2 separate regions of the Pan troglodytes genome follow, and region 1 is linked to region 2. The links are chromatin contacts, called in public HiChIP or PLAC-seq maps. All regions are on one chromosome and are shown on one strand. The core of a region is the stretch at or near the end of the contact, and the rest is flanking DNA. Distances in the headings are between cores, read along the strand shown.

What was found. HiChIP or PLAC-seq counts read pairs in DNA pulled down with a chosen protein or histone mark.
Region 1: a contact with region 2 is called in an H3K4me3 HiChIP or PLAC-seq map of stem cell-derived excitatory neurons, with 2.5 times the contacts expected there. The contact joins the promoter of ACSL6 here to the promoter of FNIP1 in region 2. A contact is called at or near these places in 3 of 7 Hi-C or Micro-C datasets (induced pluripotent stem cells and stem cell-derived neural progenitor cells) and 1 of 1 datasets of contacts at active chromatin or transcription factors (stem cell-derived excitatory neurons).

Annotation. Positions count from the first base shown.
Region 1 is chr4:129,771,716-129,777,504 of NHGRI_mPanTro3-v2.0_pri, reverse strand. It overlaps ACSL6 (acyl-CoA synthetase long chain family member 6), which reads left to right and starts at 1,520. Exons shown (of 21, transcript NM_001280466.1): 1 at 1,520-1,583. The coding sequence starts at 1,577.
Region 2 is chr4:129,561,221-129,567,704 of NHGRI_mPanTro3-v2.0_pri, reverse strand. It overlaps FNIP1 (folliculin interacting protein 1), which reads left to right and starts at 4,344. Exons shown (of 17, transcript XM_003339105.5): 1 at 4,344-4,604. The coding sequence starts at 4,513.

The DNA of each region.
Region 1 (5,789 bases), core at 271-2,770, 210 kb before region 2:
AGAGCCGCATAGGGCCCGGAGTGCTCCTGCAGCTGAGTGCCGCAGAGGCCTGAGGCTTGCAGCCTGGCTCCTGGCCCCCTGCTCTGTGAAGAAATGCTCTGTTGGCCCACTGGCCTATGGGGAAATTACCTGACCACCTCCCTATACCAGTCTGGTCTGGGGAGATATGTTCTTTCTGCCCAGCCTTCTGGTTCCTCTGGGTCTCCTCTTCAGTACCAGCAGATCTCCAGTTACTCTGCTGCCAGTGGGAGTGTATGGGTGGGGTGGGGGGATTCTGAAAGCCATGTTACTTGCTGGGAGGAGTCCTGCCACACAGCCTCTGTCACACCCTCTTGGAGGAGCCCTGCCAAGCTTGAGATCCCAGCAAAGTCCCTGCCAGGCTGTGGCTGAGTTCAAGCTGGAGCAGCTCTCCCAGGAGTCCAGATCCTATGATGGAGAAGGTGTAGGATCCTATTGTAAAGATTGGAAGTGACTCAGAGGCACACATCTGCACACTTGCACCACTACAAGGTGCACACAGGCCTGGGCACATACATGCCATGTACTCGTACTACAGATACAGGCCCCCACACACACCCAGCTGCTGAGCTGTGGGCGCACATGCATTCATGGCTGATGGTCTCTGGTGGGCCTGAAGAGATCTCCTGCTCTTCCACTCTCTGCTTCCTGACTTCTGCTCTCTGGTTTTCTATCCTCTTCTTTCTGGGCTGTGGCTCAGCCAGCTCCTGGCCTGGGAGGGCTGCGTATAGAGAAGGCCCGGCTGCCTGAGCGCTGTCCTCGGTGCTGGAGTCCTGGTGGGCTCTGCATGCTTGAGGAAAACAAGCAAGGGCATTGGGAGGAGGTGATCTTGCTTGGAGGTGCAGATGTTCATGGGGTGCCCACCAGGATGCCTACCCTTATTATTTCAGAAAATGTGCAACTGGGCTTCCTCCTTTCAATGGCAGACACTGCAACAGGTGTCCAAGCCCTCTGCCCAGCAGTGTGGGCATCTGTGGCTGTGTGTGGCTATATGGCCATTCATTGTGGCTATGAGGGGCTTCTTGAGACCTCGTGTGCCACATACAGTTGTGTACGAAGATCATGATTTCCTCATGAGACACCTGTGATTCCATGTGGCTGCCTGTGACCATGTTACTACTGGTGAACACATATGGCAGCCTGTGATCACACTGAGTCTCCTGTGACCTTGCGTAGCCTCAGACCTGAACTCGTGCGTCCCCAGATGATCTGGGCACTATCTGGTCTAGCTGCCCGATTTGTCAGAGCCTAGGTGAAAACTTGCCACTCCCTCCCCTCACTGATTTGCAGAGGTGGCACCCGGAGGCTCCCCATGTCTGCAAAATTGGGTCCTAGGGGGCGTTGGTGTCAGCAGGCACCAGCCCACAGGAGTGTGCACCTCCTAGGACAGGTAACCGCGACCCGGCTGCCATTCGAGCCTGCCCAGCCATAAAAGCCAGGATGCGAGCCGCGCGGGGGCAGGGTCGCGTGTTGATGGGGTGGGTGGCGGCGGGGTGGGCTCAATGTCACGCTCTGGCGCTCGTCGCCCGTGCTCCCCCTTCCAGCCGGTTTCCGCAGAATGACAGGTACTGACGTTGGGGAGCGGGGCCGGAGAGGGCTGGTTCGCTCTGCGGCCGGGCCCCTCCCCCGCCCGGGAGCTTGGCGGTTCCGACACCGCGGTCAGTGCGGGGCAAGCCCCAGACCCGGCCAGGCTGCAGGGCAGGGAGTAAGGCTCGGTTGCGAGTGCGCGCCGCGCCCTCCCCCTTGAGCCGTCTCCGCAGCGGCGCGGGGAGGCGGGAGCTGCGGGGCCGGAGGGCGGGGGCTAAAAATACCCGGCAGCGGCGGCGGCGGCGCGGCTACTGCTGGGGCTGCTGGGCTGCGGGGCTGCGGGCCGGGGAGGCCGGGCCGGGCCCCGCTGACCGCCATGCTGACCTTCTTCCTCGTGTCGGGGGGCTCCCTCTGGCTATTCGTAGGTAAGTGCCCGTCCTGTCCGCGTCCGGGACTCCCATCTCCCGCAGGCTATGAGGTCTTCGCCCGAGGTGGAGGTGTTACATCTCCGCGGCCGCCGAGCCCCCATCGCCTGCTGCTGAGCTGTCCCGTCAAGGTCCCCAGGGCCGCCTAAGTACACCCTCCGCCCCCAGTTCTCGCGGGCTCCGGGCCGGGTTTGGGGAGCACCTGGGTCTGCGGAGGGAGATAGGGGGCTTGCTCTCTGCGACCCCACCACAAACCCCCGCCGAGTTCTTGCGTCCCCCTTCCCTGATGGCAAGGACCATCCGCGGATCAGATTAGGCCCTGAGCCAAGGCCAGGAACAGACATTGCGTCCTTGTCCATCTCCTGGGACCAGAAACCGAGGGTGTTGGTCCCCGAGGTCCCACAGCAGGTCAGCTATGTAACCCGGACTGACCTGGGCTTCCTGATCCCGGCGAGGGGCTTCCTCACGACCCCTCCCTGCCCGTCCTTCAGCCAGAGTACAAGATTTCTGTAAGGTAGGGTTCACCTGGCTCCTCTGCTCTGCCCAGGGCTGCTGTGTCTCCACTGTTTCCAGACCCCTCCCCTCCACCTCACAGGAGTCAGCTTCACCACTGCACTTCTTAGGCGGCTACAAGGACCCCTGCTCGATCCCGCCTCCGCGCTTACCTCCCTCAACCCCCCATACACCCACACCTGGAGTCTCACCACAGGCCCTTTTATCTGCCAGTTCTACTACCCGCACCGGCTACTTCCCCTCTCTGAGCCTGGGGTCCTCCAGAATATAATACCACTAAAGGATCTCCACCTCCACCCCAACCCCCATGTGCAGATTCAGCCTGATAATTTGTGTGCAGTGCTTGATCCTTAAATTGGCCTTAAACCTGTCCTAGGCCACAGCAAATGCTCTATGAATGTTAGTGTTTATTATTATCTCACATTCAAACAGCACCATCAGAAGTGGTAATAAAGCTTTTTCTGAGCCAAGGAAGGGGAGGAAGTTGACCCTTTTGAAATCCTTACCTGAGGCTTTGTATGTGTTATTTAATATTCATGGAAAACCCTAGGAGGTCGGTGGCACCATCCCTTTTTTTACTGAGTTCAGAGGTCAGTTGACTTGCCTAGTGTCACATGGATATCTGGCAGACTGGGATTCCATTCGAGGTTTTAATTGATCAACCAATGCTAAGTGCTTGGCTGGATCAGGCCTGAACCTGGAGGGTTGGTGGGCCAAGTAATCACTTCCTTCACCACCACCATTTCCTTAAGTTAGGCCACAGGGACACTTCCCCTGAGCTGGGAGAGTGAGTGAAGCCTCCCTAATCCCCTCAGCTCCCTAAGCTCCTTCTGTCTGCCAGTGTCTGTGACCGGCTGTGCAGGGGAACTCTAGTCCTGAGGCACATCCAGCAGACAAGGGCAGGGCTAGAGCTGGGGTTGGAGGTAAAGGGCAAGGATAATTAAAATAATGGTGATGGTGGTAGTAACAGCCACCATTTAATGCCTGAGTGATGGATGTTCTCAGAGCCTCTCCCCACTGCCAGGACCCCTTTGCCCTACCCTCAGGAGGCCCCACCCAGCCATGGGTCCAAGGTCAGCTCTCTGAAGACTTGGTCTTCTGTGGCTGCAGGGAGGTGTCTAGGGGCTGCAAGACCACTTGTGACCGGGGTCATCAGCAGCCTATGAGAAAAAGTCCCTCACCCTGTGGGGTCCTTGTCTGTGAGCAGGGTTAGCTGGCACTGACTCAAAGTGGAGTCCTGTTTCCTTGTGGAGCATTTCCTACAGTGGTCAGCTCCCTCCTCTAATGGGAAACTGGGGGATCTGCCTCACTGAGAGACTATACAGGGCCTCAGAACCGTCAAGCAGGAGCGATTCTTGGGGCAGGTAGTGGCTGCTTCCACAGAGGCCGAGCTTCCCAATGCAAAAAGCAAGAGGCTGAGGCTGATCTGTGGTGCTTATTGGATAGAATAACCCAGACAAATGCTGGGGCATTTTAAGTTATGTATCCACCCTCCTTGAGACTCCACCTGGCCCCCAGCCTTTCTCTGGTGGCAGAAGAGACTCCTGAGTTAAGAGCTGTAGTTCTGTGAGCACACCTGAGAACATGCTCTGCCTTGTCATCTCCAGGGTCCCATGGTCCCACGGCAGCTGCCAGATCCCTTCCACTCAGCCAGTAACAGGAGGCAATGTCTCTCTTTAGTAGAGTTATGTGCTTTTTGCCACCTAACCTGGCCCTAGGGAGACAAGGTAGGGCCAGGCAAGGGTTTCCCTCAAGGGCCCTCAGGGAGAGATGACATAAAGTCGGGGATGGGGGTGTGGCAGTGCACCAGGAGGAGGAGCTGACTGTTGTTTGCGGGAGGTAGCCATCTGTTCTGGGCTGTGTCTGTCCTGTTGCCTGCTGGAGAGGCCAGCAATGAGTCCTGGGCCAGCCCAGATCTCACCTGTGTGTTGAATACTAAACAAGGAGACAAGTAAAATAAGTCCAGCATGAGTCAGATGCTAGGTCTGGTTTGGGGAAGCATGCCCTCAGTGCCATAAACACCTAGAGGACAATGGGAGCAGAGGATCAGAGCTTCTGCCTGCCTATACAGCACCTTTGTGCAAAGTAGGAAGAAGTCTCACTCTTGGTGGATAACTTTCTAAAAGGGCACACCTTCCTCTAGGCTAAGGCAGCCCCATGCCGCAGGGTCTAATCTGTTCAATCATATACCCAACCATCAGTGACATATGAGTGGGCTTCCGCAGCATTCAGGGGAATTTGTCAGAGATAGGGAGGCCAAGATCCAAGTGGAGGAAGCCAGACTAGCAGAGTTTGTGGAAGAACTGCAATGGGGGATGAGTCTTCAGGGTCTTGTGCCTGAGCAATGTGGGTTGTGGGAGAGGATTCTGGAGAAGGTTTTATTTGGGTGGTAGAGGAGGCCTCCATTTAGCTGCTGAGTCAAGAGGAAGAGAATGGAGTCCAGGAGGGTAGTAGGAGGTCGTTATGATGTTATGGATAAGAATAGATGTGGTCCAAGGATGGCTTGAGTCATGGCTGGGCTCCAGTAAGGAGAAGAGATAAGCCCCCACCCCTGGCCTCTGCCTTAGGAGAAGTGGGGCTGGCCCTGGTGGGGCGAGACAAGGTTGCCCGTCTAAAGAATGGTTTGGCATGCTCCTGGCTATAGATGCCTAGGGCAAGCATAGACTTGCACACTTTGGCTTAGTTCAGGCCTGTGAGATCCTCCCCTTACCCCACTCTGGGCTCCCGTTAGGGAAGAGAACTGACTTGAGGTCTAGGGCCACCCCAGGGGTTTGGAGATGGCAGTTATGAATTGGGACAGATGGTAGAGCTCCAGGCAGAACAGGTGGCTCTGTGGCCAGCTGGGGACATGCCTCACAAAGAAAGCCTGAATTTGTACAAGGTGCACCAGCATGGAGCAGGATTTTGCCCGCAGCACCTTCTCACAGCTCTCCAGCCTATATGGTAGGAACATACTGACACCAGGGGGCAGCAGAACCCAGTCATTATGCTCTCCAGCTATTGTTCTGTCCCTTGTGGTTATAAGGATTCATAGGTTGACCTTCAGAAGGCTGAATTTGGCTCAGCTACAGCCCCAGATGGGACTCAGGACTGTCCCATACGTGGGGTGAGTGATCATGAGGCTCTGGCTTGTTTATAAAAATGGGCAAAAGTTACAGGCTTTTGTATAACAGAAGCTACACTGTGTATCCAGCCAGCACTGGGCACATAGTAGGCACTCAAATACTCATTAAGTACTAGGTGTGTGTGGAGGGGTGTTTTTATGGGATTAACTATTGCAAACAGGCTGACTTGGCTGTTGTTTCA
Region 2 (6,484 bases), core at 3,095-5,594:
TCTCCTAAAGTACAAGTAGTCACCTATTTCATTTCTCTGATTCCATTCTTCCTCTTTTAAAATTCCTTCTCCACAGAACAGCCACAGTAGAATCATAAATTGTGTTATGTCCCTCTCCTGCTTCAAACCCCTCTGATAGCTCCCATCACACTCAGTCTAACCTCCTTTCCATAATTTACAAGGTCCTACATAATCTGGCCCCTTGTACCTTTCTAACCATTTCAAACCATCTCCCATTCTCAGAGTATATTTTAGTTCTTCTGGCTTCCTTTCTCCTCTTCAAACAGGCCAAAACCATTTCTCTCTTAGAGGCTTTGTACTTTTTTTCTCTTTGCCAGAATGTTCTTCACCACCTTCTTCCTATAGCTAGTTCCTTTTCATTCTTTACATCTTAGCTAAAATCACGCATCTTTGGATAGGCCTTCCCTGACCACCCTATCTAAATTTGGTCTCCATCAGTTGCTTGCTATCCATGCTTTCTTTCCTGGCTCCTAGCACACCTTGCAAACATCTTGTTTATTTTGTCTCTTCCCACAAAAAACTAAGTTTCTAAGAATAAGGACTCTCTTGTTCAGTACCATATTCCCAGTGCCTACAGTAGAGTCTGAGATGTTGGAGGGACTCAAGAAATGTTTGTTGAATAAATCACTGTTTATGTTTTCTGGTGCTTCAGAATACTGCCATTTCCTTATTATATAGCAATAAATGGTCAGTTGGTTTAGGATTTTTTAAAAGTGGGGTAACTTGAGCCCATTTAATGTTTTTCAGGCAGGTCTACTTGATCATCTTGATTTTGAATGTCTTGTTCTGAGATGTCATCAATGAAATTATAATTTGTTTCATGATAATTCAGCATAATTGAGACTATACTTATTAGCATGATGGTTGAGGAAGATTTTAGTTTTATTGCCACCTTTTCCTATATGTAGTAACCAGGAAATGCCTATAGCAAAGAGTGCCTGTCTTTTATGCTATCAGGAGGGGAATCTTTGAAGCAGGTGGACAGAAATCTATAGACTGTTGGAGTTTTGAGGAGACTAAATCTTCTACCCTTGAGTGAGAGTGGAGTAGGCCTTATATCTAATCTTTGTAACCCAGTAGTTCCACATTGATATAACGTAGCATGAATGAGTAGATAATTATTTTCTTTCTCACATTTCCTCTTTGCTGACTCCTTAAACTTACAAAGGCTGCCTGTAAGACTCCTCAGCTTCTCTGTGATAGGATGTAGTACTAAGTAAAAGGAAAAATAAAAGATAATATTCACTGATACTAAAATTGAAATATTTAAAATTTAATCTGAATAATTATGTATAGTTTTGTCCTCTTTTATTACAAACTTGTATCATTTCAGCACTCTCTGATTCTGTGACTTTAGTATTACACTGCAATGTAGGAGAAATGTGATGAATAATAGGAAGTAAATATAGTTTTTCTCTGTACCTTTCAAGTATAAAACTAAATGAGACTACAGAAATAAAGCTATTACATGATTAGAGAATACTGAAAGTGTCTCTTATGCAAGCAGTTATATTCTTTTCCCTTACTATTAATACCTATAATTACCCATGAAGTAATTTTTTCCCAAGATGAAAGCACACAAGGTTATTGTATTTGGAAAGTTCCTTCTGAGGGGACCTGGAACTACTCTTTTCTGTGCCAGTCATGGACAGCCATTAGTCCTTAGTGTCTTTGGTCCTGTATAGACAGACTTTGGCCTGTTTCCACTTGTACTCATTTAGTGTAACTTAACTAGCGTAAAAACAAAACTTCCCCAAATGATTGCTCCATTAATTGACTGATAGGATCTACACTTCTGTTTACTTTTTAAAAATTGCATTGACTTTATTTTTTTGTTTACAAAAACTTCATTTTTCATTCTACATTCAAATGTTTTGTGAGAAAAATATACACAGCTCATTTTACCCTGTTAGAAATCTTTCAGCATTTGATGCCAGAGGATTATCTGAAATGTCTAGGTGAAATAGTACTGCTGTTTTGATCCTGTATTGCCCAGTAGCTTCTGGACCTTGGGTAATACACAGAGCAACTGAATGATTTTCAGCCTAAGCACCTCAAATGTTACCTCCTCAGACTTTGCTGACACCCTCATTTCATTGCTTATTTCTTACTAACTTCACAACAGTAGTTACTATCTGAAATAACTTTATATACTTATTTACTGTCTCCTCACCTAGAAAGTTAGCTCTTTTTTACTTTGGATCCCCACTGCCTAGAACGTAAATGATTGTGGAAAGAATATGTTAATATCTTAGTCATCAATAAATAGTGCAATAACTTTAAATACTTATTTACTGTCTCCTCACCTAGAAAGTTAGCTCTTTTTTACTTTGGATCCCCACTGCCTAGAACGTAAATGATTGTGGAAAGAATATGTTAATATCTTAATCATCAATAAATAGTGCTTCAAAAAAGTCTTGGAACATTGAAACTCAGTATTTTGGTTGTTGACAAATTCTCAAAGAGATATAAATTCTGCCTATTACTTTTTCTTTTCTAAATATCTTCAGACCCTTATTTAGAGCATAAACTCTAGCTGCAAATCAGTGGGAGTTGGTAGCCACTTAAAGAAAATAAAATTTAATTTGTATACCTAATTAAATGAAATTCTCAAAAAGTATTTGTTTTTTGAGATAGGGCCCCCTCTGTTGCCCAGGCTGAAGTACAAGTGGCACTCACTGCAGCGCTGACTTCCCACACTCAAGCTACCCTCCCACCTCAGCCACCCGAGTAGCTGGGACCACAGGTGTGCGCCGTGACCACACCTGGCTAATTTTTGTTTGTTTTTGAGACGGTGCCTCGCTCTTGTTGCCCGGGCTGGAGTGCAATGGCGCAATCTCGGCTCACTGCAACCTCCGCCTCCTGGGTTCAAGCAATTCTCCTGTCCCAGCCTCCCAAGTAGTTGGGATTACAGGCATGCGCCGCCACCACGCCGGCTAATTTTTTGGAGACGGGGTTTCACCATGCTGGTCAGGCTGGTCTCGAACTCGTGACCTCAGGTGATCCACTCGCCTCGGCCTCCCAAAGTGTTGGGATAACAGGCGTGAGCCACAGCGCCCGGCCACACCTGGCTAATTAAAAAAAATTTTTTTTGTAGAGACAGGGTCTTACTGTTGCCCAAGCTGGTTTCGAACTACAGAGCTCAAGCGATCTGCCTGCCTCGGCCTTGCAGTGTTGCGATTACAGACGTGAGCTACCACGCCTGCCCAAAGTATGTTTATCCAGCCTTCCAACCATATACAAGTTATTTCCTAAATTTCTCTGAGGATTACATCCCATTGTACGAGCTTCCTCATCCTGGAGGGGGAGTGAGTGAATGGATGGGGTTGCTGAAAATTTATAAGATTAGTTTGATCCAAACTCTGATATATTTTGGTTCCATGGGTTAAATAAGACTGTGAGGTCACATGTGAGCAATGTTTTTCTTTTTTTAGAAAGCGTTTCTTCCCTGTAACTTGACTAAAATTCCACAGTTCCTCCCGTCTTCATACCTAAACATTAAGATAGATTTATTAAAAGTCTAAATAATTAGCATAAAGGGTTAGATATCTGTACATATATGTCTTTAGGCTTCCTGACTTCGTTGGTTTCACCTGATTTTGTTGGTTACCAAGGAAACAGCCTAACTCCTGAGCCTCCAATCGCTAGCTCTTCCAAGAGACTAATTCCCGGTGTCAGGGTTCTAGGCGCTAGTACAAACTGCCCGCAGTCCCTGCTCGAGGCCGTCGTTGTGGGGAGCCATGGCTGTGGCAGGGGTCCCGGCAGGTTCCTTCACCAGTCCCTGTGAGCCAGCCCCCGCGCTGTCCAGATCCCAGACCTCTCGCGGGCCGGCGCAGCCTTCTAAGGGCGGTCCTGGGGTCCTGGGCTCAAAGTCCAGCCTTGGCCGCGGCCCCACGGGTACTCTTGTGGGCCTTCCGTGCTCCAGGAGCCGCCAGACTCTGCCCGGCGCGGAATGGAGGTGTGAAGCCGCAGAAACTAGGGAGGGGCTGACAAGGAAGACTCGGTTGCCCGTGGTTCCCTACGCAACTCTGTGGGTGCGGGAAGTCGAAGGCTTCTGCACTCCAAGGCTCCTGGCACCGTCCCCGCGCCACCCCGGCGTACCCTCTGATGGTCGCTGACAGCTTCACAGGGGAGGATCGAGACTGAGCCTGCTCCCGCTACACATCCCTAGCCACCTTCCAGTCCTGTCCTCTCGGCTCACGCCCCGCCCCGTGAGCTGCCACGTGACGGGACCCGCCAGTGAGCCTATGGGAGGCAGCTCCGCCCCACGCCCCCACCTTGCCCCTTGCTCCGCGCGCCGCCACGTGATGCGGCCCCCCTCCAGCCAATGAGTGCCGGCCTTGCCTCGCGACCCGCCCCGCGCGCCGTGGCCGTTTGAAGTGACTAATTTCTGTCATATGACTGAGGCGCCCATGGGGGTGGCGGGGCGGCTGTAGGAGCAGGGGCCTAGCAAGCGCCCAGCGGAGCGACCCCTGCCTGGCCGTGGCTAGCATGGCCCCTACGCTGTTCCAGAAGCTCTTCAGCAAGAGGACAGGGCTGGGCGCGCCTGGCCGCGACGCCCGGGACCCAGATTGCGGGTTCAGGTAGGGCGCTGTGGGGCGGGGGTCGCGGAGCCGATGGCCTTGTGGGCTCCGGGCTCCAGGGGTGTTGGGGCCTTCGGTGTTCCGACCCGAGCGGAAGCGCCGCGCCGAGACCAGCATCTGGTCCTCGGTGGGGTGGAGCCGGCTGCGGGCTCGCGCCGAAGGGTTGGAGCGAGGTCCTACCTTTTATTTTACCCCACCCGCCTCGCCGTTGCCCCTTCCCCCTCCTCCCGTCGGTTTGTTTACGACCTGCCCCCAGCCACGCGCGACTCTGCTCCTCCGGACCTAGCACCGCGGCCTGAGACTTTGGGTCCACACGCCTTCCTGGCACCGAGTAGAGTTGGGCGCGGGCTGGATTGGACCTCAGCCGCCGTACTCCGGGCCGCGAAGTTCTCCCCTCCTCCCCGTGACCAGTTGTCCTCCGGGCGCTGCGTTCCAGCTCCGTTGGCGTTGTGGAGAGAGCGGCACGTTTGGCCAAGCTTCTGAGTTGAGAGAAGGCTGGAGGAGCGAGTAGGCAGCGTGCCGTTCTTTCAGGTTTCTTGGACGCTAAAATTGGAGGTGTGCAGTAACCGGACCGAGCGACCTTAATGTTATCGAAGGAGAAATGTGAAACTTGAGTTTAGGGTTACTGCCGAAGGAAGACCAAATTGAATGAAATCTGGCCTTGGAATTGGCTGTAGATTCTTCCTTCTCAGAATTGTTACTGAAAAGGAGTCTTAAAAATTGAAAATGTTAGCAGAGCATTTTGTAGTGTTACAGGCTTTGTTAATTTTTCATTGTAGTACCTGTTGCTGGCAGAGTAACTTTTCAGAATTGTAAGATTTGATATAAACCTGAATTCAAGGTAAAATTTAGTCGTTAAACTGCACCTGAGGAGATTATGTCCAAACAGCCTTTATAAGTATTGCAATGTGGAAACTTGCAAATATAACTAGGCTAAATGTCAAATACCACACGTTTTAAACTTGGTAGGATAGCAAAGAGCCCAGTTGTACAACAGTAGTAGAAACAAAAAATAAAATAAAATAAAACAAAAAATAAAATAAAAATAAAAAAAAGAGAATCTGTCAAATTTTGGAACAGGCGAAGTTGCCACACTGGTTTAAGAAATTTTGCTATTCTTAAAATTATTCACTCTCTCTTGCTAATGCAGGTCTCATCAGGAAAAATTCAGTAAATGCATATGGAATTGAAGAGGTTTTTCTACGTATCTGTCTTTTCCCCTGAAAAATAAATGTGTCATGCTCATCTGTCTCTCTTTAAACATTTCTTTAGTGTTTTTCCTTTGAAAAATGAAAGTGCAGGTTAGATAATACTACATTGAGCCATCTAGTAACTCAAGCGACAATAGGAAACAGGTTCCGATAGGATATTTAAAAGGTGGCATTTGAATAGACAACTGCTTTCTATTTCTGGACAAAGATTGACTTTGGGTACGTAGGGTTACAAGGCTCTCGAGTCACTCATATGAAAAAACATTTTCACGTCTGGTTTTCAAAAATGTAAAGTCTACTATATAGTTGCGTAATACTATTTTACAGTTACCAAAGAACTTTCTCATCAGTTATCTTATTTGATGTTTCACAGCAATCTTACGAGATAGAGCAAGTAGCAGTGCAGATAACTATATACTTTTGCCAGTGGAAGTAAGAATTATCTGTAAGCCCAATAACTGCAGTACATTATGGAATCGCTCACTTTAAAAATAAAACTTGTGCATGTGAGAAATGAAAACTGATGAAACAGAATAGGCATATCTGAAGGAAAAAAAAACCATTCTGGTTAATGTCACGTAGCTAATAACTTACAGATCTAATCAACCCAGGGTTTTTTAAAAACTATTTCATTGAGCTATAATTTATACACAATAAAGTATAAATACA